Regions from separate parts of the Macaca mulatta genome. Here regions 1 and 2 are each linked to region 3. Evidence: chromatin contacts called from public Hi-C data. All regions are on one chromosome and are shown on one strand. Each heading gives the region's core, a stretch centred on a gene start, on an enhancer-like site or on the middle of the called end of the contact. The rest is flanking DNA. Distances are from core to core; before and after follow the strand shown.

Region 1 (2,700 bases), core at 125-2,624, 230 kb before region 3:
ACTTCCTGGATCTAGACACTAAGTTTCTATATTACAACCTAAAATAGTATTAGTTGTGTTTAAGTGGCCGTGTTACACCGTTGATTCAACAGAGCAAGTGGTCAACTAAAACCCAAAGAAATTGTTTACATAAACAAAATCTTCTTAGCCAGTAGCTACATACAGTAGAACTGAGCTCAAATTGAAAGCTGCTATTAATCAAATGCAACAACGGATACAAAAAGTACCTAGAAATGTACAAACAGTATAAACAGGAACAGCAGAATGCTGATAATTGCCCAAGTTGCGTTAAGTGTACATGAGGGTTCATTTTATTATCCTACTTTTGTCTACGTTTGAAATTTTCCACAATAAAGTTTTAAAAGTATGTACTTAATACTGTACAAGCCTTCAATAGCTCTATTTCTTCATTTCCCATCTTAACCTCTCTCCTATTTCCAACTACATTGGACTCAACTCTTTTTTTTCTCTTTCATTCTATAAACTTGCTGTGCCTCCATGGTTTAAAACATGATGTTTTTGGAATCTTCCCCCATTTACCAAAACCCTATCTTTCTGCAAAGCTGAGTTTAAATGTTACTTCTGTGAAGTGACTCTACCAAAAACTAAGAACATACAAGTTGACGACAAATGCTTAACCAAAGTAAATGAAACAACTTTTGGAAGACTGGCTTGCCCAAGGACCACAGAGCTCATCAATGGTATATCTGAGATTAGAATACACGTCTCCTGAATCCAAATCTCATCATCTTCCCATTATCGTAAAATAGTTCAGTGTTTGTTGCTCACACATCAAATGCAAATATGTTCTCTTTTGCCCCAGTAGGTGCGTGGAAGAAAAGACGAGAAAGAAATACGAGAGCAAAAACTGAAGAAATGAGAAGGAGAAGTTGCCGACTGTCTCATTTTCACAAGGGGATCTTTCTAAGAAGAAATGATCAGAAAACAACTCTCTGCCTCAGACAAATGGCGACTGACTCATTCATACATTCATTCATTCAACATTCGAGTGCCTTCTATGTTCCAGGACCTGAACACACCGCTAGAGACACAAGGATGAACAAAATACAATCCCTGCCCACAAAAAGTTCCTTGCCTAGTGGAACTACTACCTTTTTAACAGCAGTAACTTTAATATCTTGAGATCTCTTGAGAGGAGACCCAGTAACCAATTTTCAAAGCCAGGCTCACAGACCAGCAGCCCGGAGGTCCCAACCCAGCTCCACCACATCCAGGCCAGTACCTCGCAGCTCTCAGTGGATCGGATCTTGGCTTCCGACTTAGCGCCGGGGAATTCACCGCCCACTAACAGCAGAACATGCACTTCAGTCTCACCTCCCGTTCCTCCCCTTCCTTGCTGACGTCATCCAGGAGAGCCGCGGACCCGAGACAACGCTACTAACGGCACTTCCTCATCACGTGACGGGTCACGCCCCCTGCTTGCGCGTAGTCCCTCCCCCTCAGGTCGCGGTCGCGATTACGCTCTCTACGGCCTGGAGCCGGAGGGCCGTTGCGGGCTGAAGACACGGCGCCGACTGGAACCACAGGAGCTCTAGGCCAAATGGTTGGGCCGGCCAGGATCCCAGGACCCTTCGCCGCTCGAAACCGGAGAGAGGAAACGAAACAGGCGGGAAACCGTGGGGGAGGGAGGGAACTAGCGGAAGGTGTCATGGCGGCCGCGCTCTTGAGTCACGTGCCTAGGGCCCGCCTTGCTACTTCCGGTCACGTGCCCTCGGACTCCTCGCAGCCAGCGATGGAGCCGAGACCCCCCAGTAACAGAGGCGGTGGCAACTCCTGCAGCCACTGGGTTTCAGCTTCTTCCCAGCAGCGGCTCTAAGAAGCGCAGCGGAACTCGACCAGATCCAACCCAGTTAGTTACTTCCTGTCTGGAGTTGTGGCTTCTACCTGGTAAGTTTGGACCGAAGAATGCGGGCGGGCGGGTGGGTGGGCGGGTGAGGATCTGACAGGCCTGGGGGCCGCAGGACGGCGTGGATTCTACCCCTTTTCCCAGCGTCGCTGTCGGCGTCCTCCCAACGCCCAAACCTACCGTCTTGTTTGCCCTTACCCCGAGGCGAGGAAGAGGCGACCCCTAATCTACTTGTCTAAAGGAAGCTTGCTCTTCCACTGAGAGCAGGTTTACCCAAAGCCAGGATCAGATTTGGCTTATGAGAATGAAGTGGAGGCCTCTCCCAGACAGAGAAGCCCTTCCCGTCAGGAAATGTGCTGTTGAGTCTGGTATTCTGTAAGAGAAAAGCTCTCACCTTGGTGTCTGCACACCTTTTGCTTCCACCTGTCAATCTTACCTCTCTTAAAAACCTTCTTAACACATGGGCCAGTCCACACATTCCTAGTTTTGGTCATTTGGTTGTGGTGAAATGATGAAAAATAGACCGTGAGTACCTGGATATACACATAATTGTTTTGTATATCCCCCAGTGTTCTCAAAGGCCAAATTGAATAAGGAGGTGACTTTTTTTTTTTAAAGAGACACGGTCTTGCTCCGTCGTCCTGGCTGGAATGCAGTGCCGTGATAATAGCTCACTGTAACCTCGAATTCCTGGGCTCAAGCGATTCTCCTGCCTAGACCTCCCAAAGCGCTAGAATTATAGGCATGAGCCACAGTGCCTGGCCCCAAATGGCTCCTAAACTCTCCTTTTAGCGTCAGTAAAATGGGGACGGGGAAAGGAGGTATAAAAAATA
Region 2 (2,704 bases), core at 184-2,683, 150 kb before region 3:
GAGCACTTTGCGCATTTATTAAGGAACTACTGGTGTATCTCGGGCTGCGTTAAGCACAGCGCATGCAAAGATGAAGCAGGCAGCATGCCAGCCCTCCCGCACCTCACGACGTTCAGTTGAGTAGGATCCGCCGGTACCAACTCTTTAACAACTGGGGAGACCTAAAGCTAGGAGACAGTCAGGGATCTCTAAGTTCCCAGTGAGTAGGCGGCAGAGGTGAGGAGTAGAACTCGTTTTTGCCTGTCTCTCGCCGCTAGACGCACCCTTCCATCACCCCATGCCCTCCCACCTCCGCCCCTACATTGAAGGTAGCATTGGATCCCGGGGCCGTTAGTGAAGCTAGCAGGTGTCCGCAGGAACTCCCTTCCCCCTGCCAGGCTAGAAACCTTACAAGGCTGTCTAGAAATAGCAGTGATTTGTAAGGAGAGACCCGACTCCAGCTTGGTGGCTCTGGGCTGCCTGCCTAGAGGTCCTCTCGGGTTTTTGCCCTTTGGAGTGGTGTCAAAACTAGACGTGATAGGCCGGGCGCGGTGGCTCAAGCCTGTAATCCCAGCACTTTGGGAGGCCGAGACGGGCGGATCACGAGGTCAGGAGATCGAGACCATCCTGGCTAACACGGTGAAACCCCGTCTCTACTAAAAATACAAAAAACTAGCCGGGCGAGGTGGCGGGCGCCTGTAGTCCCAGCTACTCAGGAGGCTGAGGCAGGAGAATGGCGCAAAAACCCGGGAGGCGGAGCTTGCAGTGAGCTGAGATCCGGCCACTGCACTCCAGCCCGGGCGACAGAGCCAGACTCCGTCTCAAAATAAAAAAAAAAAAAAAAAAAAAAAAAAAAAACTAGACGTGATACTTTGGGGATGCAGCCTGTGATATTCCTTCCAGCGAATGCAGTGCAGGGTTGGATTAACACGGTAGAAAGAATTCGAGGGTTCCATCAAGTAGCTATTAACTCTAGGGCTGCAGGCCTCAGGTCCTCTGCAGCTATTTCTACACTCCCTGTACTCAAACAATTTCTTCATATTGGGCCTGACAGGCCTTTGCAACAAGGATCACGGTAGAAGCCACACCGTGCGCCTCCCTCTGGGTTGGTTAACAGGCCCTGGTTTCTAGTATTGAGATTTAAAGTCTGGCGCTGACTGCGCGCCAGGCCTGGGAGGCTGCCAGCTAGGCTTCACGTTGCTCGCGTCTGCTTCGGGGCATTCATTAGGTCTGAAGTCTGAATCCCAGCTCCTCCTGTCTCACCCACTGAGCTGGATAGCTCCAGATTGCCTCTGCTTGCGGGCGGGGCTTCTCAGGCCTCTGCCGTCTGGCCAGTTGCCCGCTTCCCAATGGCCGGAGGCCGCTAGGATAATCGGCTTCGCCCCTGCGCTCTGTAATGCGCATGCGCACGCACACAAGTTTCCAGGGCCCGCCCATCTTCCGGATTTGGGCGGGGCGTAAAAGCAGGGCGGTCTGAAGCCGCAGCTATTAGTCTGATTTCCGCCCACCTTTCCGAGCGAGGAGAACCACAAAGCGCGCATGCGCGCGGATCACCGCACGCTTCAGTGCCTTGGGCTCGAGCTTTGTGGCAGTTAGTGGCTTTTCTGCACATACCTCTGGTTTTTACTTGAAGCCTGGCTGTGTCCTTGCTGTAGGAGCAGGAGTGGCTCAAAGTGATCTTGTCTGAGGAAAGGCCAGCCCCACTTGGGGTTAATAAACCGCGATGGGTGAGCCCTCAGGAGGCTATACTTACACCCAAACGTCGATATTCCTTTTCCACGCTAAGGTATGGGCCTTCACTCTTCACCGACCCTGTCATTAGGCCTTTCAACTCTCTTTTGGCAATCATTAGGTTTTTTTCCCCTCCCTTTTTAGTCATCTCTTGTGATTTTATAGTGGCAAATACCCCCGAAGGAAGTAAAATAGCTTTAAAAAAACTCTGGGTTAACAAACACTAAAGAGGATGTAGTGACACTAAGTGTTTTTCCCCCTATAGATTCCTTTTGGTTCCAAGTCCAATATGGCAACTCTCAAGGATCAGCTGATTCATAATCTTCTAAAGGAAGAACAGACTCCCCAGAATAAGATTACAGTTGTTGGGGTTGGTGCTGTTGGCATGGCCTGTGCCATCAGTATCTTAATGAAGGTAAGTGAGAATCTACCACACTGGAAGCCCATACCTTGACCCCGTCCTCTGCCCCCACTCCCACCCCTAGAATTGTATTATTACGTTTCATATAACAATATTTAGATTTATGCACTCATTCAGATAACTTTCTGTGAAACAAAGTTTGGAAATATGATGATACACCAAAAGTGTATCTGAAATTAAAAACAATCAAAGGTCATCAGGCTGGAGACCCAGTTCCTAAAATTCATTATTCTGTATTAACATGCATGGATTGACTACCAATGAAAAGGAAGGGTCCATGACTTTAAATGAGCCAAAATTCTTTTAAAGTGATTTTTGAATTTGAAATGACACATATGGTAAAATTATATGGGAAATCTTAAGTTCTACCCAAACCTCATTACCCCTGTGCCTTAGGTAGCAATTTTGTTATCAATTATGGAACTAAAATTTAATTAGAAAAAAGAGAAATTGTGAGTAAAGCACTCCTTATTACACTATTGAAACCTGATTTATATTTAAAAGAAATTGAGGCAGCTTACAACGTGAAAATGTCTGAGGCCGGGCGCGGTGGCTTACACCTGTAATCCCAGC
Region 3 (2,700 bases), core at 31-2,530:
CAGAAAGTGATGTATAAAAGTTACAACATGGATCTTTACCTGGGTCACAATCTTCTATGGCTTCCCACACGTCCTCTGTAACTAAGGATAACTAGTTTGTCAAAACAAAACCAATAAGCCTAAAATACATGATTACACAACTAAGGTATGCTTTATTTTGAAAACTGTCACTTTCTCTTTAGAGGTTACTTGGTCTTCAATCAAGGACTATGGGGGCGATTTAACTGGAAAAAGTCCGTTTTTAAAAATGTTTTATACATAATAGTGTGTTTTATTAAAAACTGAAACCGCTTAAACCGCTGATTGCTACCATTCTTGCTTTGACAAAACTATCCGAAGCTAACACGTTGAACTGGTCAAGACTCAACTCTCAATCATTTTACATAGTTTTGGAAAATTACAACAAAACATAACAAAAGCCATTCCACTCTGGTGTGAGGTGCCACGTTTGAAGTAATTATATAAATAAATCATGGCTTTAAAATACAAAATGCTTAACTGCTTTTTTAAAAATTGAAAAAAAAAAATAGCCTTGAGCCGTGAAGATCATAGATTAAGCTCAAAGCAAATAAATACGCATTATAAGCAGCATACACTTAAGAGTAGTTACTCTTAGCAAATCCCTGAAACGGTAATGGTATTTCAGTAAGGGACTGGTATTTTGGCTTCTCTGGACTTTTCCGGAGAATACAAAACTGAAAAGGCCACAATCTCTGCAGGTCGGCAAAAGAAAGGCTAAGACTGGAGGATCCCTGGATTGGGACAGCAATAGAGGATTGCCTCAGATCTAGAACTAAATGAGATTCCGTCTTTGTGTTTACAGAAACTAAGACGAAAAACCACACTGCCCCATAGACAGCTCCAAACTCTGTGGAAGAGAGAAGGGCGGGTGGGCGGCAGGTGTCCGGCAGTTTCCGCTCCACGTCTCTGTCGACTGTCGCCGCCCCCCACCCTCCCAGCTCCCGTACGGGGATTCCCGCACCAGGCGACAGGCGCCTCGGGGCGGGGGTCTGAGAAGGTGGCTAAGAGCTGTACTGGGGCTTCCGGCCCGTCTGGGAAGCTTGTTTGGCTGGGCCGGGACGGACTCGGCAGGGCGCGGAAGGGAGCGGTGGGCGCGCGCTGGAGGGCGAGCGCGTCGCAGCCTCACCTTGGACACCATTTTCTTGAGCTGGCTCTCCGACACCGCCATGACGGCCCACTCGCGACTCCCTTTCCCGCAGGCAGAAAGTCAGCCGCTGCTGGGCTGCCCCAGGCCGTCCCACACAATCGCACACCCCCGACCCGGCCTCAAACAACAGGAAGTCGGAACCAAAGCACCACTTCCGTTTCCACTACGTCACTTCCGGGCCGCCATCCTGCGGGCAAGGGTGAACGCCGTGTGGGATTGAAAGAGACTTGACGGGGTGGGTTCCAACCAACCCTACCCTCGAGTGCCGGATTCAGCAGGACGAATCAGGTCCCAAAGATGTGGGCAAGACTGTTCCGAGGGTCGAAACTCCGGTTCAGGATAAGATTGGCAGGTATTTCACAGAGTCGACTTTAGGAAGCTAGTGCCTGAAAGGGAAGAAGTACCAAGGGCTTGCCAATGCGCCTTAATGACTGATTCATCAAGTGGGAGGGCACTGCACTGGCAGTCAGAGTGTTGTGTCACTGACTTGCCCTTGTGATAATGGTAGGCTAGTGCATTTCTAGCTCAGGCATACGTTTCTCCCGACTGTAAAGTGATACACTTGCATTAGATGATGCCCAGTGTTCCTCTAATTAATTTTTTTTTTAAGCTTTAAAGACCTTCATACTACGTTGGCAAGGGTAAAATGTAGAGCCTTTGTTTCACGAGAAGCCAGATAGTAATTTCTTCTCCAGGAAACCATTCCTAAAGTCAGCTTTCTCCTGTACCCAGACATAAATGATAATACAGGCCGTATTTTACCTGGTGCTGTATTTTTGTACCTGTCACTGTCAAAATCCAAGCCCTTGAAGGCAGGCTTACTTCAGATCTTCATTGCCTTGCACAATGCAAGGGTAGGTACTTCCATCTTAATTGAATTTTTACTTCCCATAAAAATTCTTCATGGTGACTTACATTAGTCATCATTACACATCACCGTCAGTTTTGTAACCACAGTGTCATTCAAGGTATTGTACAATTTTGAGTTTGATGATGAGATGTGTGACAGTTTCAGTTATTTTAGTACAGCCCTAATGAGAACAAGGCTGTGGTATTGATTCCCTTCAAAGTTGGCATCTAAATGAAGGTCACATTCACAAGGAGGGCGTAACTGAAAGCATGTAGAAGCATCATTATAAACTGTTGTTAACACACACAAATAAAGACTATTCCAATAAGTATTGTTTTTCTTTTCTTTTCTTTTTTTTGAGACAGTCTCACTCCATCGCCCAGGCTGGAGTGCAGTAGCACCATCTCGGCTCACTGCAACCTCCGCCTGTTTTCCAGCTCCTTAGTTAAGCATACAGCTCCAGTCAAACCAAACTAGAGGTCAGTCTGTCCTTCCATTTTACTTGCTGTTTTATGTTTTTTAAAAGCAATGGGGTTTTCAAACTGTTCTTAAAGCCATGGCTTAACCAGGAGTCCCTTTAATTAGAGCAACTGTACCTTTATGAATTGGAGGAATGCCAGGTAATGTTATTTATATATTTTATAAATAAATATAAATTTATATTAAAATAAATTTTGTGTGT

Evidence for each region. A called contact is a pair of places that touch in the nucleus more often than the background predicts.
Region 1: a contact with region 3 is called in a Hi-C map of blood, with 4 times the contacts expected there. The contact joins the promoter of HPS5 here to the promoter of TSG101 in region 3. A contact is called at or near these places in 5 of 14 Hi-C or Micro-C datasets (CD4 T cells, blood, cortical neurons and 2 more).
Region 2: a contact with region 3 is called in a Hi-C map of fetal cortex germinal zone, with 2.7 times the contacts expected there. The contact joins the promoter of LDHA here to the promoter of TSG101 in region 3. A contact is called at or near these places in 2 of 14 Hi-C or Micro-C datasets (fetal cortex germinal zone and fetal cortical plate).

What each region holds. Positions count from the first base shown.
Region 1 is chr14:47,104,946-47,107,645 of T2T-MMU8v2.0, reverse strand. HPS5 (HPS5 biogenesis of lysosomal organelles complex 2 subunit 2) reads right to left here and starts at 1,374. Exons shown (of 22, transcript XM_077963141.1): 1 at 1,336-1,374. GTF2H1 (general transcription factor IIH subunit 1) reads left to right here and starts at 1,735. Exons shown (of 16, transcript XM_015114688.3): 1 at 1,735-1,908.
Region 2 is chr14:47,021,795-47,024,498 of T2T-MMU8v2.0, reverse strand. It overlaps LDHA (lactate dehydrogenase A), which reads left to right and starts at 1,433. Exons shown (of 8, transcript NM_001257735.2): 1 at 1,433-1,765; 2 at 1,976-2,125. The coding sequence starts at 1,703.
Region 3 is chr14:46,873,907-46,876,606 of T2T-MMU8v2.0, reverse strand. It overlaps TSG101 (tumor susceptibility 101), which reads right to left and starts at 1,280. Exons shown (of 10, transcript NM_001195481.1): 1 at 1,148-1,280. The coding sequence starts at 1,189. LOC144334275 (a long non-coding RNA gene) reads left to right here and starts at 1,345. Exons shown (of 3, transcript XR_013403962.1): 1 at 1,345-1,520; 2 at 2,384-2,497.